2 separate regions of the Oryctolagus cuniculus genome follow, and region 2 is linked to region 1. A link is a contact called in public Hi-C data. All regions are on one chromosome and are shown on one strand. Each heading gives the region's core, a stretch centred on a gene start, on an enhancer-like site or on the middle of the called end of the contact. The rest is flanking DNA. Distances are from core to core; before and after follow the strand shown. Region 1 holds the start of LEO1 (LEO1 homolog, Paf1/RNA polymerase II complex component). Region 2 overlaps GNB5 (G protein subunit beta 5).

The links. A called contact is a pair of places that touch in the nucleus more often than the background predicts.
Region 2: a contact with region 1 is called in a Hi-C map of an unstated tissue, with 2.6 times the contacts expected there. The contact joins the enhancer-like site here to the promoter of LEO1 in region 1. A contact is called at or near these places in 3 of 6 Hi-C or Micro-C datasets (ear pinna, skin fibroblasts and an unstated tissue).

What each region holds. Positions count from the first base shown.
Region 1 is chr12:74,672,348-74,678,706 of mOryCun1.1, forward strand. LEO1 (LEO1 homolog, Paf1/RNA polymerase II complex component) reads right to left here and starts at 1,414. Exons shown (of 12, transcript XM_017348015.3): 1 at 1,204-1,414. The coding sequence starts at 1,261. It overlaps MAPK6 (mitogen-activated protein kinase 6), which reads left to right and starts at 1,932. Exons shown (of 6, transcript XM_051822001.2): 1 at 1,932-2,306.
Region 2 is chr12:74,852,095-74,858,925 of mOryCun1.1, forward strand. It overlaps GNB5 (G protein subunit beta 5), which reads right to left. Exons shown (of 10, transcript NM_001082170.1): 2 at 5,256-5,392; 3 at 1,488-1,529. Among named protein-coding and RNA genes, the nearest start is that of GNB5, 15 kb to the right of the region's middle. Within about 2 kb of position 3,632, at least 1 of the 8 cell types and tissues checked has an H3K27ac peak or open chromatin away from gene starts, as enhancers often do.

The sequences.
Region 1 (6,359 bases), core at 164-2,663:
TGATCACAGGACCCTGAGATCATGTATTAACCCTACAGATAACATCTGGAAGATGGGTCTTGAGGGTTTTGCCAGGAACCCCAGGCCCAGAACAAGAAGTTTACACCCCCTGACTGACTGAGGCTCACAGAGCATGGGATCACTGATCAACGCCAGGCCACCAGCGCTGCAGACCAACCAGGGACCTGCACTCAAGCTTGACCCTCACCTCTCAACTCCAGCTTCAATCTGTACCACCTTTACCCCCACCCTTCAAGGAGGCCCAGCTCCTTGCTCTGTGCTTTGCAAGTGAATACCTACTTTCTTCCACCACTCCAAGTAGACCCGGGTTTTGGAAGGTTCTACAACAAAACAGTAGTTGCACAAAATGGAGGAGAAAATTTGGTAAAGGAAAAACCACAACAATACCCTTTGTTAAAGACGGCTACTTTGAGCCTGTAGGGCTGCAAAAATTTGGTTTTGCGGGCGTTTTTCAACTTCAAATAACTCCTATTCATATCTCAAACTCAAACATCCATAGTCTCTGTGCCAGAAACACTTGACGCACCATAAACACACATCCATGCATTCATTTCATCAACACATCCCGCACCACTCCTCCTCCCACACGAGCCCCATAAGCTCTCCAACCTAATACCGCAGACTCCAGAACCCTGGAGTGTCTGCACTGGCGCTCACGGGACACAATGTCTCCAGTGCAAAGCGCTGGTGAGTAGCTCCATCCCCGTATGCTGCTCAGACTCCGCATCCAGACATCTCGAGCTGCCGGCCAGCGCCAGGCTCCGGCGTCGTTAACAGAGCATTCCGAGCCCCTCTGTAAATCACCCACCCCGTCCCCACGGTCCTGAACACCTCACCCCATTCATTCACAAACAGCCCTTGTTCTGCACCGCAGGACAGCAGGACCCCAAGGTTCCGGGCTGCGCAGGCTGGCCCGCGCCCCCACCTTGCCCCGCGCCCTTTTGCTCTCCGTGCTCCCAGGCAGGCACCGCATGCTCCACGGTCACCCAGAACCGCAAGGCACAGACTCTTGCGTGTGTCTGCCTAGACCAGCCCGCCCGCCAGGGGAGGGTGGCACCTCCGGGAGTGCAGGGGGCGCTGGGGCAGGAGCAGAGGAAGCACCACCTCTCGCCCGCGGACCGGAACCGGACGCCAGGCCGGGCCCCGCCGCGCACCCCGCCTGCCGATCGTGGCCCACCCCACCTTTACGCTCCGCATCGCTGTCGGCGTCACTCCCGAACAGATCCTCCATATCCGCCATTGCCGCTCACGTCCGCTGCAGCCTCGGCTGGGGGCGGCCCCACGCCGTTCTTTACGGCACGGAACTAACGAAACGCGACAGTGTCGCAAAGATATGCTTAAAAGACTCCTTTCCCTCTATGACCTAGTTTCCGCGTCCACACGGTTGGGTGGCGCGGTTCCTCCGTCGGGGTCTGTTCTCACGGGGTGGGCGTGCCCGCGGAGCGGGCGGTGCTTTGGGGAAAGACCCCCGGGCCATCCGGAATCAGGCCCAAAGTCCTTTGTTTCCCAGACCTCTTCTCACCCTCTTAAATATTGTGGAGAATTCCAAAGAACTTTTGTTTTAGATGGTTTATACCCATGGCTACTTACCGTATTAGTATTTAAAGCAGACATTTTAAAAGTGCTAAACTCGTTTCAAGATAATAAACGTTAAATAGTGGGTTTGGGGTAAGTTTTAAATGACTTCTTTTCTAAAGTTTTAGACGAGTGGAATGGTTTTAAAGTTTTGAAGAAATCTTTAATATCCAGCATAAAATACACAGCTGAATTATTTCTGCTTCTAAGTCAGTTGCTTAGAAATGTTTTGGTGGTAGCAGATGAAGAAAATCCGAGTTTAGCTAGAGAGGTAGTAATTGGCAAGGGGCGACTTTCTGAGATGCCCCGAAACGGGCTTCGTGGGACCACACTTGATGACTGCAGCTTTAGAAGAGCTTCGCAAGAGCCATAGCTTGTTCCTTTGCAGCTCTGTTTACGTATAACGCTATGGTTTGAACTCACACAGGATTTGAAACCTCATGTCATAGGTGAACGATACTAAAAGGGTGGAAACAAAGCAATCACAGCTTTCAGAAGCGGGACCTTAGAGGTAGTTGGATTGGACTGGACATGAAGGTGAAGCCCCCGCGAATAAGTCCTGGTGGCTGTGTTACACGCCGGTGCACGGAGTCACACGCGCCTTCTTGCCGGTGAAGCTCTGCGCTGCTCCGTCAGTGCCCGGAAGAGCACCAGCACCGGAGTGCGAACCAGTGACGCCTGCCAGATGCTGGATTTGAACCTGCGGAACTGTGAGCATTTTATTACACCTGTACTGTTTTGTGAAATTCGTTTTCTTGGGTATTTTGTCAGTGATGGAAAGCACACCAAAACACATGATATTGAAACAAATATTTCACAGAACACTATTTTCTTTTCCTACTGAGTTTTCCTATTACCCTATTTCAGTTTTGGTTTCTTTCTTTCTTTTTCTTTTTCTTTTTTTTTTTTTTTTAGAATTTATTTATTTGAGAGGTAGAGTTACAGAGAGTGAGAGGAAGAGACAGAGAGAGAGGTCTTCCTTCCCCTGGTTCACTCTCCATGGCCACAACAGCCAGAGCTGCACTGATCTGAAGCCAGGAGCCAGGAGCTTCTTCTGGGTCTCCCATGTGGGTGTAGGGGCCCAAGGACTTGGACCATCCTCCACTGCTTTCCCAGGCCATAGCAGAGAGCTGGATTAGAAGAGGAGCACCCAGGACTAGAACCGGCATCCATATGGGATGCCGGCGCCACAGGCAGAGGATTAACCTACTGCCCCACAGCGCCGGCCCCTCAGCTTTGGTTTCCTAAAAATGTTGGCAGGCAGTACAACCCAGTATGTTGCTTTCATGATTTTCTAACAGATTGTAACCTGCAAGTAGAAAAATGTTTTTCAGAAGGTTCCACTGGATTTTTTGTTTTGCAAAGAAAATTTTGATGTTGCTGCAGTAAGGCATTATAAAGTCAGACAGTAAAAAAATTCTCATGGTCAGTGCTACACAAACCCCCTTACTTTGCAAAGGCTCCAAGAAATAAAGTGGTTTGCACAGATTAAAGAACCAGGTCTCTAGGAAAAACTCATTCATTTTTAGTCTTTAAAATGTATCCCTTGTGTTAAGTTACTGCCTGATTAGGCTACTATGTAGGTTTTGGTCTTGGCAAGCAACAATGAATTTTTAATTTGGGGATTATGAGATATATTTTTGCTGCAAATAGGAGTGCCTGACAGGGTTCAAATGGGTAAGTATTAAGGTGTGGAACAGGTTATATTATCATTAATCCTAAAATTGCTATGTAAAAAGTGATGATGTAAGAGGATACATACAGATCACCTTAAATCTAACTGGAATACTGGAAAAGCAATTTGTTAGTGATTCAGTTTTTGTTGATTTGTTTAAAGTACTCTCCTTGAAAAGTGTGTTGATTAAATTGTGATAAATTGGATTACAACAAAGCCTGCTGAATAATCATGCCCATATCCTTGACTAGCAGAATCAATGTGTTTTTTTCCCATCGGAATAGTGCAAAACAAATAACTTCTGACTGCTTGATAGATTGATTGGTTTTGTTTTTGCTGGACTTTATGTTGATCATTGCTCTTCTCCTGGCTGTCTTTGTTCACACAGAATAGAATACATGAGATGGGGTACAGCTAAGTCCATCACAGTCATTCTCCAGTAGTTCTTGCCTGAAACATAGCTTGAGTTACACCCAAATCAATATAATTGAAGTTCAGGGTACTAAAACAATCACGTTTACTCCCAGAGACAGTCTCATCCTGTTTGGGTTGTTTGATTCAATTTTGAATGATAAAATAAACCCTCCATTTGTTCCAGGAATGGAGAGGTTCATCCGTTTGGTATATAAATAACTAAAACAACCCTAGAGTAACTTTACTTTGTTTCCCTATTTTTGAAAAGTTGTCCCTTTTGTCTCATGTTGTAATTCATGAGGTGAAGGTAGAGCCTCAGAGTACCATGATGACCCCAATAAAAGAACAAAGATTCAACTAGGTTGGTTACATAATACAGTCAGTATATCATTACAAATATTTTTACAAGGTAATAGAAGCCTTTTGGAATGTATAAAAGATAAGCCTACATCAAGTCACAAAACAGGAATATGTGTTTGATTTCTATATCATCTTAAAGACTTAGAGAAAAAACAACAGTTTGATTAAACAAAATGTATTAACTGAAAATTCATTCCATTTATGGTAAATTGCCACTCCACAGAAGGATCGTGTGGCTTTTCTGAAAGTACTTTGTGGCAAGAGTGGCTTTTGGAAGGGAACAGGTTGAGCTAAACTGAAGAGAGGAAGAGAGGAACCCTGCAGTTTCTGTCTAGAGCAGTAAGAAAACACTGTGGCAGCTCATTTCTTGGAAAACACAGGACATTCCCTCACAGTCTGTCTTTATTAGATTCCTTGGTGAATTGGGTCCTTGCAATGGCTGATGAAGGGATATGAAATGGTGGCAAACATAGTTTTTCATATGAAAGATTTGGGGAGAAATGAGATTCTAAAACATCTGAAGAATTTTTCAGTTTTAGAAGGAAATTATAGTTTTATTTATTTATTTATTTTTTGACAGGCAGAGTGGACAGTGAGAGAGAGAGAGACAGAGAGAAAGATCTTCCTTTGCCGTTGGTTCACCCTCCAATGGCCGCTGCGGACGGCGCACTGCACTGATCTGATGGCAGGAGCCAGGTGCTTCTCCTGGTCTCCCATGCGGGTGCAGGGCCCAAGCACTTGGTCCATCCTCCACTGCACTCCCTGGCCACAGCAGAGAGCTGGCCTGGAAGAGGGGCAACCGGGACAGAATCCGGCGCCCCAACCGGGACTAGAACCCGGTATGCCGGCGCCGCTAGGTGGAGGATTAGCCTAGTGAGCCGCAGCGCCGGCCCATTCTTTATTTTTTTAAGATTCATTTATTTATTTGAAATCAGAGTTACACAGGGAGAAGGAAAGGCAGAGAGAGAAGAGAGAGAGAGAGAGAGAGAGAGAGAGAGAGAGAGGTCTTCCATCTGCTGGTTCACTCCCCAGTTGGCCACAACAGCCAGAGCTGTGCCAATCCAAAGCTAGGAGCCAGGTGCTTCTTTCAGGTCTCCCACATGGGTGCAGGAGCCCAATGACTTAGGCCATCTTCTACTGTTTTCCCAGGCCATAGCAGAGAGCTTGGTCAGAAGTGGAGCAGCTAGGTCTCAAACCGGTGACAGTATGGGATGCCGGCATTGCAGGAAGCGGCTTACCTGCTACACCGCAGTGCCAGCCCCAAGAGAACTTTTCTTGAGATGATTCAAGGTAGATTGATGAAGTAATGGGAGGAAACCCAGTAATTGAGAAGTAAAATTGAGTAGAACCTAAAATTCAACCAGGCTTATTAGAGCAATTCCCTAATTCACATGAAACTTGAGGATAAAAAGAATATGCTAAAGGATTCTAGAGAGAAAACTCAGCTGACTTAAGAAAGATCTGGAATTACAATCACATTAGATTTCTCAACAGTTATTCTGGAAACTAGAAAACCATGGGTAATTACTTTCAAAATCTCAAAGGGAAAGGATCCATCCTAGATTTCTTTGGACACCTGCTGTGGACCTGCAGTTTCAGCTTTTGCCTTGTTTTGAAAGCAACCTCAATGAGAGACTCCTAGTCACAGTAGCCAGCTAACCCTTTCCTCAATTTTGTTTCACAGAACCCAGGAAATCATAAATGTTGTAGCTTAATACCATTGTGTTTGGAGACACTTTGTTACATAGCAGTAGTAACCTAAATAGTTAGTTGCTCAAAAATTGTACAGTCTATGTATTGTGGTTTCACCAAAATGGAAGACCAAACCAAGAAAGAGAACACCTATTGAGGCAGGAAACCCAGCAGTGGAAAGAGGCAAAAGGAATTCCTAGGGTGTGTGAACCTGCAGGCCTGAAGGGCTGCTGGTCCAGATGGAACAAGAGGACAGAAGTTTCCAAGAGAGAACAGACTGAGAAGGAAAACAAGCTGATGGAATACCTGCCACATTCAGCCATCCTATAAAGATTTGAGAGTCTTCCTGATCCCAGAAGTATTTTAGGGACTGAAGATACAATGGAGCACAAAATACACTGAATGTGAGTGTCTGTTCCTAGAAGCTTGCATTTTGATGGAGATGACATACAGGAACTAATTTATAAATATTATACTTTTGGGGCCGGCGCTGTGGCACAGTGGGTTGAAGCCCTCGCCTGAAGCACCGGCATCCCATATGGGCACCGGTTCTAGTCCCGGCTTCTTTTCTTCCAATCCAGCTCTCTGCTGTGGCCTGGAAAAGCAGTGGAAGGTGGCTCAA
Region 2 (6,831 bases), core at 2,382-4,881, 180 kb after region 1:
GTGGGTCCTGGCACCATTCCTGGGCAGGTCTGAAGAGGAGGGGCGGGAAGGGGAGGGTGGCCTTGGGCTGTGCTCCTGCATGAAAGAGACCCAGCTGAACCAGAGCACTAAGGATTAGGCGCACCAGCCCCAGGCTTGCGGCTGAGGCACCCACATCCCCCTGCATGAAAACCATGTTTCAAACACACCTGTGGTCTTATTTCTGTGGGGGTGTGGCCCATGCTCCTGGTTCTAACACTAACGGGATGGGACCCCATGCAGGCTGGCCTCTTGTCCTGCCTGGCCCTCGTGCTGCCTCTGCGGCGTGGCTGGCATTGATTCCCAAGCCATGTTCAAGGGCAGGGCTTCTTTTCTGGTAGGATTCTCTGTACTTTTCCAGGTTTTGTGTTTTGCCACGATTCTGTCATCACACTCACACACCACATTCAGAAGCCTTTCAGGACGTCAAGATGCTGCCACCGCCGCCCTGTGTGTGTGTGTGGAGGTGGCTGCTCCCTCCCAGGACACCCCGGAGGTATACCCCTTTCCCTACAGGTAATGGCCACCTTCCCTGCCAGCGGCCATGGGGCGCCCCTGCAGTGCTCCAGTGGTCAGTGTGTGCTCTCCGCCACACCCACATGTACACAGAAACAACAAAACAGCACACAGTCCAGCATGCCAAGGGGTTCGGGGGTACAGGGAGGGGCAGACACTTGCATGGGCTTCCCCGTGGCTGCAGGCACCTGTGAGACAGCCCTGTGCTGATGAGCAAGTGCTTATTTTTATCATTTCCCAAGCACCTGCGCTTAGGGACCCTGCTCTGCAAAGCGGTTCTGGAGCCCCACTTGACTGGGTCTCGGAACAGCGGCTGGGCTGGCGGTGACACCACCTGACCAGTCAGAGCAAGGGAGAGCTGGGACCCTGCTCCGCTGGGACAGATACAGCCTCTTTGTTTTTTAAATGCAGGGTGAGAAGGAAGAGCTGCTGAGTAAACACTGGGATCCTACTGAATATGCAACACTGCGGACTGTGAATGCCCAGAGGTGCACACAGCTCTACAGGTGAACCCATGCGTAGACCGAAGCCTTGATCCTAAGAGTCTAAACTTAGATCTAATCTGAGCTGTGCAGGCCCGGGCCTTACGAGGGGCTTGGGATGATTTGGCCTCTCCCTGCCCTGCTACCGCACGCTCACTTCCACGGTGCCACGCAGCCTGGTCAAAGCCAGAGTGGGGAGACACAACCAAGGGTCTTGGGACTGTTGTCTTCATTCAGAAGGAAAATACACGATGCAGTTGCACGTCTGCAGGTGACAAGTTTTCCACGGCTCGCCCATGGCCCGTTTCCTATCCACCCCCTCCAGGGTGGCCCTGCAGGCTCATGGGGTAGGGGGATCTCTCTGGGTGGGAGGTGGCATATGGAGAAGGAACCAAGGCTACACAGGGCTGGCTGGGCTGCAAGGTGACCACCGCAGGGCACCTGTCAGCCCAGAAAGGGACAAGGCCTCACCTTGTTGGTGGTGAAGGAATCCCACACGATCACCTTCCCATCCTGGAGGGAGAAGAGAAAAGAGGTCAGGAATTGTCCACAGGGTCTTACCAAGAGCTGCCCAGAATTCCTCACGAACACGAGTGGGGAGTGCAAGGCCAGAGTAAGTTTCTGTGAATCAAGACCCTTCAGCCTGCTCTCTAAAAGGGCAGGGAGGGAGGTGGCGCTGGGCTCTGCAGCCTGGCATTTCTTAGAGCTACGCATACAGACAACAGGGCCCAGATCCTCGGTTAATACCATTCATCAGCCAAGCACAGACGGCTGGTGCATCACTGTTATCCTCCACCCCCTAAATGCCAAACAGCTACACAGGGCGAAAAAAACCCGAGATCACCTGTGGGCACTGGACAGGAAGTGATAAGCTCTCTCTCCCACGCCATCCCCACTATGCTGTCCTCTTGTGCGGTCTCGGTTCCCCGCAGCTGCGCACCCTAATGGCCCCCATTCTCTGTCCACTGTCTTCATGGACAGCTCTGGTAAGGGCTGAGTGGGTCCCGGGTCAGTTCCCCGCCTGCTGGTGCTTGGAGACATTGAAGCTCCCACTCACATGGAGGACGAGGTGTGCCGTGCACCTGTGATGGTTGGGAGCCCCGCAGGCAGCTGTTCTGTAAATAAACAGCGCTCCCTGCTGGGTGAGCGCCAGGCTGGTGACACACAGACAGCAGTGTCATCTGCTTGTAGCACGAACCCACCAGAGGGGAGCCCACAGAAGCCCTGACCCCTACAAAGCAGGGACCTGTCCAGAACATGACACAGGGGATCTGCGGGCAGACAGAGGGTCTCCGGGCAGCTGAGTTGTGTCTGTGCGTGAATCCCTGCGCACCCTCAGTGAAGGTCAACCTGCAGCTTCTACAGCAGGCTTGGTTTTTGCGTCAAATCTGGTGACTAAGGCAGAGAAGGTAAGGCTGGAGAAAACCCCTCCGGGACAGATGCCAGGCCGACTGTCAAGTGACATGGCTGCTTGCTCTGCACGATGTGATGTGAGATTTCTACATTAATGCTGTATGCGGCAGAAGGGCCACAGAGTAAGTCAAAGTTGGTTTGGAACCTTTCCTAAGCACACTGGTTCTTCTCATCGATGTCTCTGACTCGGCGGCCACACACGATGTGTGGGGCAGACCAGGTAAGGCTGTCGTGCAGAGAACAGGGCAGGCACTCAGCACCTGCACCCCAGGGTGCTCCTGCTTAGAGCCCCGGCTCCCTGAGCCAAGGGAATCGACAGCACACTGCCCATGTCGGTGGTTTCCTTCACCTCACTGCCTGCCCACCCACCGCCCACCCACCACGTGCCTTCTGGGATCCTGGATCTACATGCCGGGAGAGAACGGGCCTCAGCCCACCTGGACAGGGTGACTCACCTCCTGCCTTGTAAGGGAGAAGGTGGCTGATGAGTCAAGTCTGTTCCAGAGCCTTCCTGTGCTCTCCCATCTCTCCCTGCGCTCACCCACGTCCCAGCTCTCTGGAGCAGAGGTGGGTGGACAGGGCATACCAGGGCACCACGGGCACCCTCCCTGCAACCTCCCTGCCCCCCTCAAGTAAGTGTGCTGTGTGAGCCACAGAAAACCCAGCGTGTAGCATACTTGCAAGGATTTAAAAAGTCAGAAAAGCTAGGGAGCAATGAGAACATCTCGATAGCCACTCTGTGAAAACAAGCATTTGGAAAAAAAATACAGGCGCTAGAAAGAAATGCTCTAAAATGGTAATGACTGTGACAGGGCAGTGGGGGAAAAATGGTGACACACATAACTATAAGTGGATCATGGGTGCAAGATGAAAGGCAAAGCAATGTGGTATTTGGGATCTGCAGGTAATGCAGGAAATCAGTGACCTCCATCTTACTCAACACAAAACTGACGGGGATGCCAGAGCCTGTGGGTTATCTGGAATGTGGACAGTTCAGTGCTCACAGGGTTATTTTAAAAAACAAACCCTCTTTCACAAAAGCTGGGCAGAAGGCAGGGTGGGAGGAAACCCACACTGCTTGTGATTTATAGACTGTCTCATGGACTTCTGTTTATGGCTTTATGTCTTCTACAAGTACCCGAAAAACAGACATAAAAAGCACCAAGCCGTGGGAGCCAGCCTCCAAGAGTCCCTGATCATTCCAGCTCCCTGGGCTGCTCATATGCTGCAGAACCTCCGTCTGCTTTATATAAGGTTGGTCCAAGGGACCAGCAGAAGACAGAGTGATGGCTTGTCACTGCCAATGCCAGCTCATCAGGGGGCAGCGCTGTGGTGTAGTGGGTAAAGCCTGCAGCACCAGCATCCCATATGGGTGCTGGTTCCGATCCCGGCTGCTCCACTTCCGATCCAGCTCACCGCTAACATGCCTAGGAAAGCAGCACACGACGGCCTAACTGCTTGGACCCCGTCACCCACATGGGAGACCTGGCTTTGACTGGCCCAACTCCAGCCGTTGCGGCCATTTGGGGAGTGAACCAGTGGATGGAAGACCTCTCTCTGTCTCTTCCTGCCCCTCTTTCTGTAACTCTGCATTTAAAATAAATAAAATAAATGCTTTAAAAAAAGGTTTCACTCACAGATGAGACCTTGAAATGTGCTCATGAAGAAATTCACTTTGCGGCTGGTGTTGTGGTGCAGGGGGTTAAGCTGCTGCCTGTCAGGTGCAGGGGGGCATCCTATTTGAGCACAGGTTTGAGCCCTCGCTGCTCCATGTCCAATCCAGCTCCCTGCTAATGTGCCTGGGAAAGCAGCGGAAGATGGTCCCAGTGCTGGGGCTCCTGCCACCCATGTGGGAGACTTGGATGGAGTCCTAGGCTCCTGGCTTCAGTCTGGCTCAGCCCTGGCCATTGCAGCCATTTGGGGATGTTAATTCTTTTTTTTTTAAATTTTTAAAGGTTTATTTATTTAATTGAATGTCAGAGTTAGAGAGAGAGGGGGAGAGAAAGAGACAGAGAATTTTCATCTATTAGTTCACTCCTCAAATGGCCACAACAGCAGGATCGGGCCAGCCCAAAGCCAGGAGCTTTATCTGGGTCTCTTACATGGGTGGCAGGGGCCTAAGCACTTAGGCCATCTTCCACTGCTTTCCCCAGGCCATTAACAGGGATCTGGATCAGAAGTGGAGTAGCTGGGACTCGAATACACAAAATGAATCTTTAAAAAAATCTTTAGGCTGGCGCTGTGGCTCACTAGGCTAATCCTCCACCTTGTGGCGCTGGCACACCAGGTTCTAGTCCCGGTCGGGGCGCCGGACTCTGTCCCGGTTGCCCCTCTTCCAGGCCAGCCCTCTGCTGTGGCCTGGGAATGCAGTGGAGGATGGCCCAAGTGCTTGGGCCCTGCACCCCATGGGAGACCAGGAGAAGCACCTGGTTCCTGCCATTGGATCAGCACGGTGCGCCGACCACAGTGCGCCGGCTGCGGCAGCCATTGGAGGGTGAACCAACGGCAAAAGGAAGACCTTTCTCTCTGTCTCTCTCTCTCACTGTCCACTCTGCCTGTCAAAAATAAAAAAAAAAAAATAAAAAATCTTTAAAAAAAGTAATTTTGAGCGGTTTATTAAGACGTCAAATGCAGTCTAGAGCATTTCAACTACTGCTAATTGCAAACCCACCTGCCTGGGTGAGGTCGACAGTATGCAAGAGAACTCTTTAGTCAAATCGGGTCGTTCAGACAAGAACCCAAGTCATAAGGCTCAGTGGAGGGGCAGTGCCCTGCGTCTCGGCTGTAGTGGGCGGAGCCTGCTCACCTGCTCCATGGTGGCCATACCTGGGACGAGCTCACGATCCTCCGTTTGTCCTTGCACCAGTCCATGCACAGGACCTTGTTTCCATGGCCCTTGAGTGTCCTCCTCGTCTTCATGACAAACTGGCCCAAGGCCTCCACCCGCTCCGCCACCTGGTGCACTGAAAGAATAAGGCCGTCGTCAATCATGTCAATCACGTTGTCAAGGGCCAGGCTCCACAGGAGGCGGTCCCACTTGCGACCTCAGTGTCACCATTCGGTTCGTGATCCCCTATTTAACAACACACCGCCGTAGAGGGCGGACAGAACATAGCTGTTTTACCCTTTTGTTTAAGACTATGTTTTCCAAACCCTTCCCCGTATGTATAGTGCGGATTGAGCAACCTCATACTGTAAAAGGGCTGTACTCAGTTCTCCAGTTTAAGGGCCAAGGCTCTGAGAGGTAGGCAGGGCAGGCGGCAGAGGGAGGTGTGGTCTCCACTGGACAGGTGGGAAGTCGGCAGCTCGGATGTCATTGGCTAATACAGGTTCAGGCAACCAGCTGGGAGCCAGGCTGAGACTTCTGGCTCTTCTACCTAGTGCTCAGTCACGAGGGAAGCTGGACTGGACAAAACCATGTGTTAGGGCTGCAACGTGCTGCTCAATAGCAGGTCCTGTGTCTATGGGACCTCCGAGCTTGGCACAGGCCCATGATGCGACAGGTGCTGCACATGCCTGCTCTGGGAGAGAATGAGTGAGCAAAAACACCGAGTGAGCTGTCAGCAAATGGTGAATTTATTAAAAAACTTAGGAGCCACAGTGATCAGTGCAATATCCTAAAAGCCCCCCCCACCACCACCACCCTGGAGGGTAGGGAGCTGCACCAGCTGCAGCTTGGGTGTCAACCTCAGCTCCCATCCTGAGGCCAGGGAGGGCTTTGTGGGGGCTCATGGGGAGGTGTGCCTGATGAGCAGAAGAGCGACAAGTTCACAGGCTGTGGCTGGGAGGGCCTGCTGTGTGCAGGTGCTGGCGGGCCCTGGCCCTGCACAGAGCCCGTGGGGGAACTGCAGTTCCCGGGGATCAGGTCTGCGGCTGTGGCAGGTGGAGAAGCCAGGGCTCCGAACTCCCTCCCCCTCTTCTCCCTCCTGAAACCTCTGTGCTGGGCCTTGCTCCAGGCAGGTGGGGAGGAGGGCCGAGGGCACTCTAACAGGGTCAGCCCAGGAAAGCACTGTGGAAGCTCCGGGGACAGTGGTCCTCCTTCCTGCAGTGGACGGACAGGGCTGAGGGGGCTCCCCTCGCGGTTTCTCTTACTTCTCCTTTGTTCGTTTGTTTCACGTCATGATCTAAGCCCTCTCGCTTCCCCTTACTCCCTGTCCCACCTTCTCCCATGCTGCCTTCTTCTGCCCTTCTCTCCCCTTAAACACTCCGGTGTGACTTTTCTGAAAAACAAAGAACTCTCATAGAACCACAGTGCAATGACCACAACCAGAAAATCCACGCTGGAACCACACCATCCATGCGACGGCCGTCACCGAGATGCCCCGGTCCACGACACTTGCCCTTCCCAGCGCCACATGTCGCATTTCAGCTACCCCGCGTCTTTAAGGCCCAGTCACTCTGT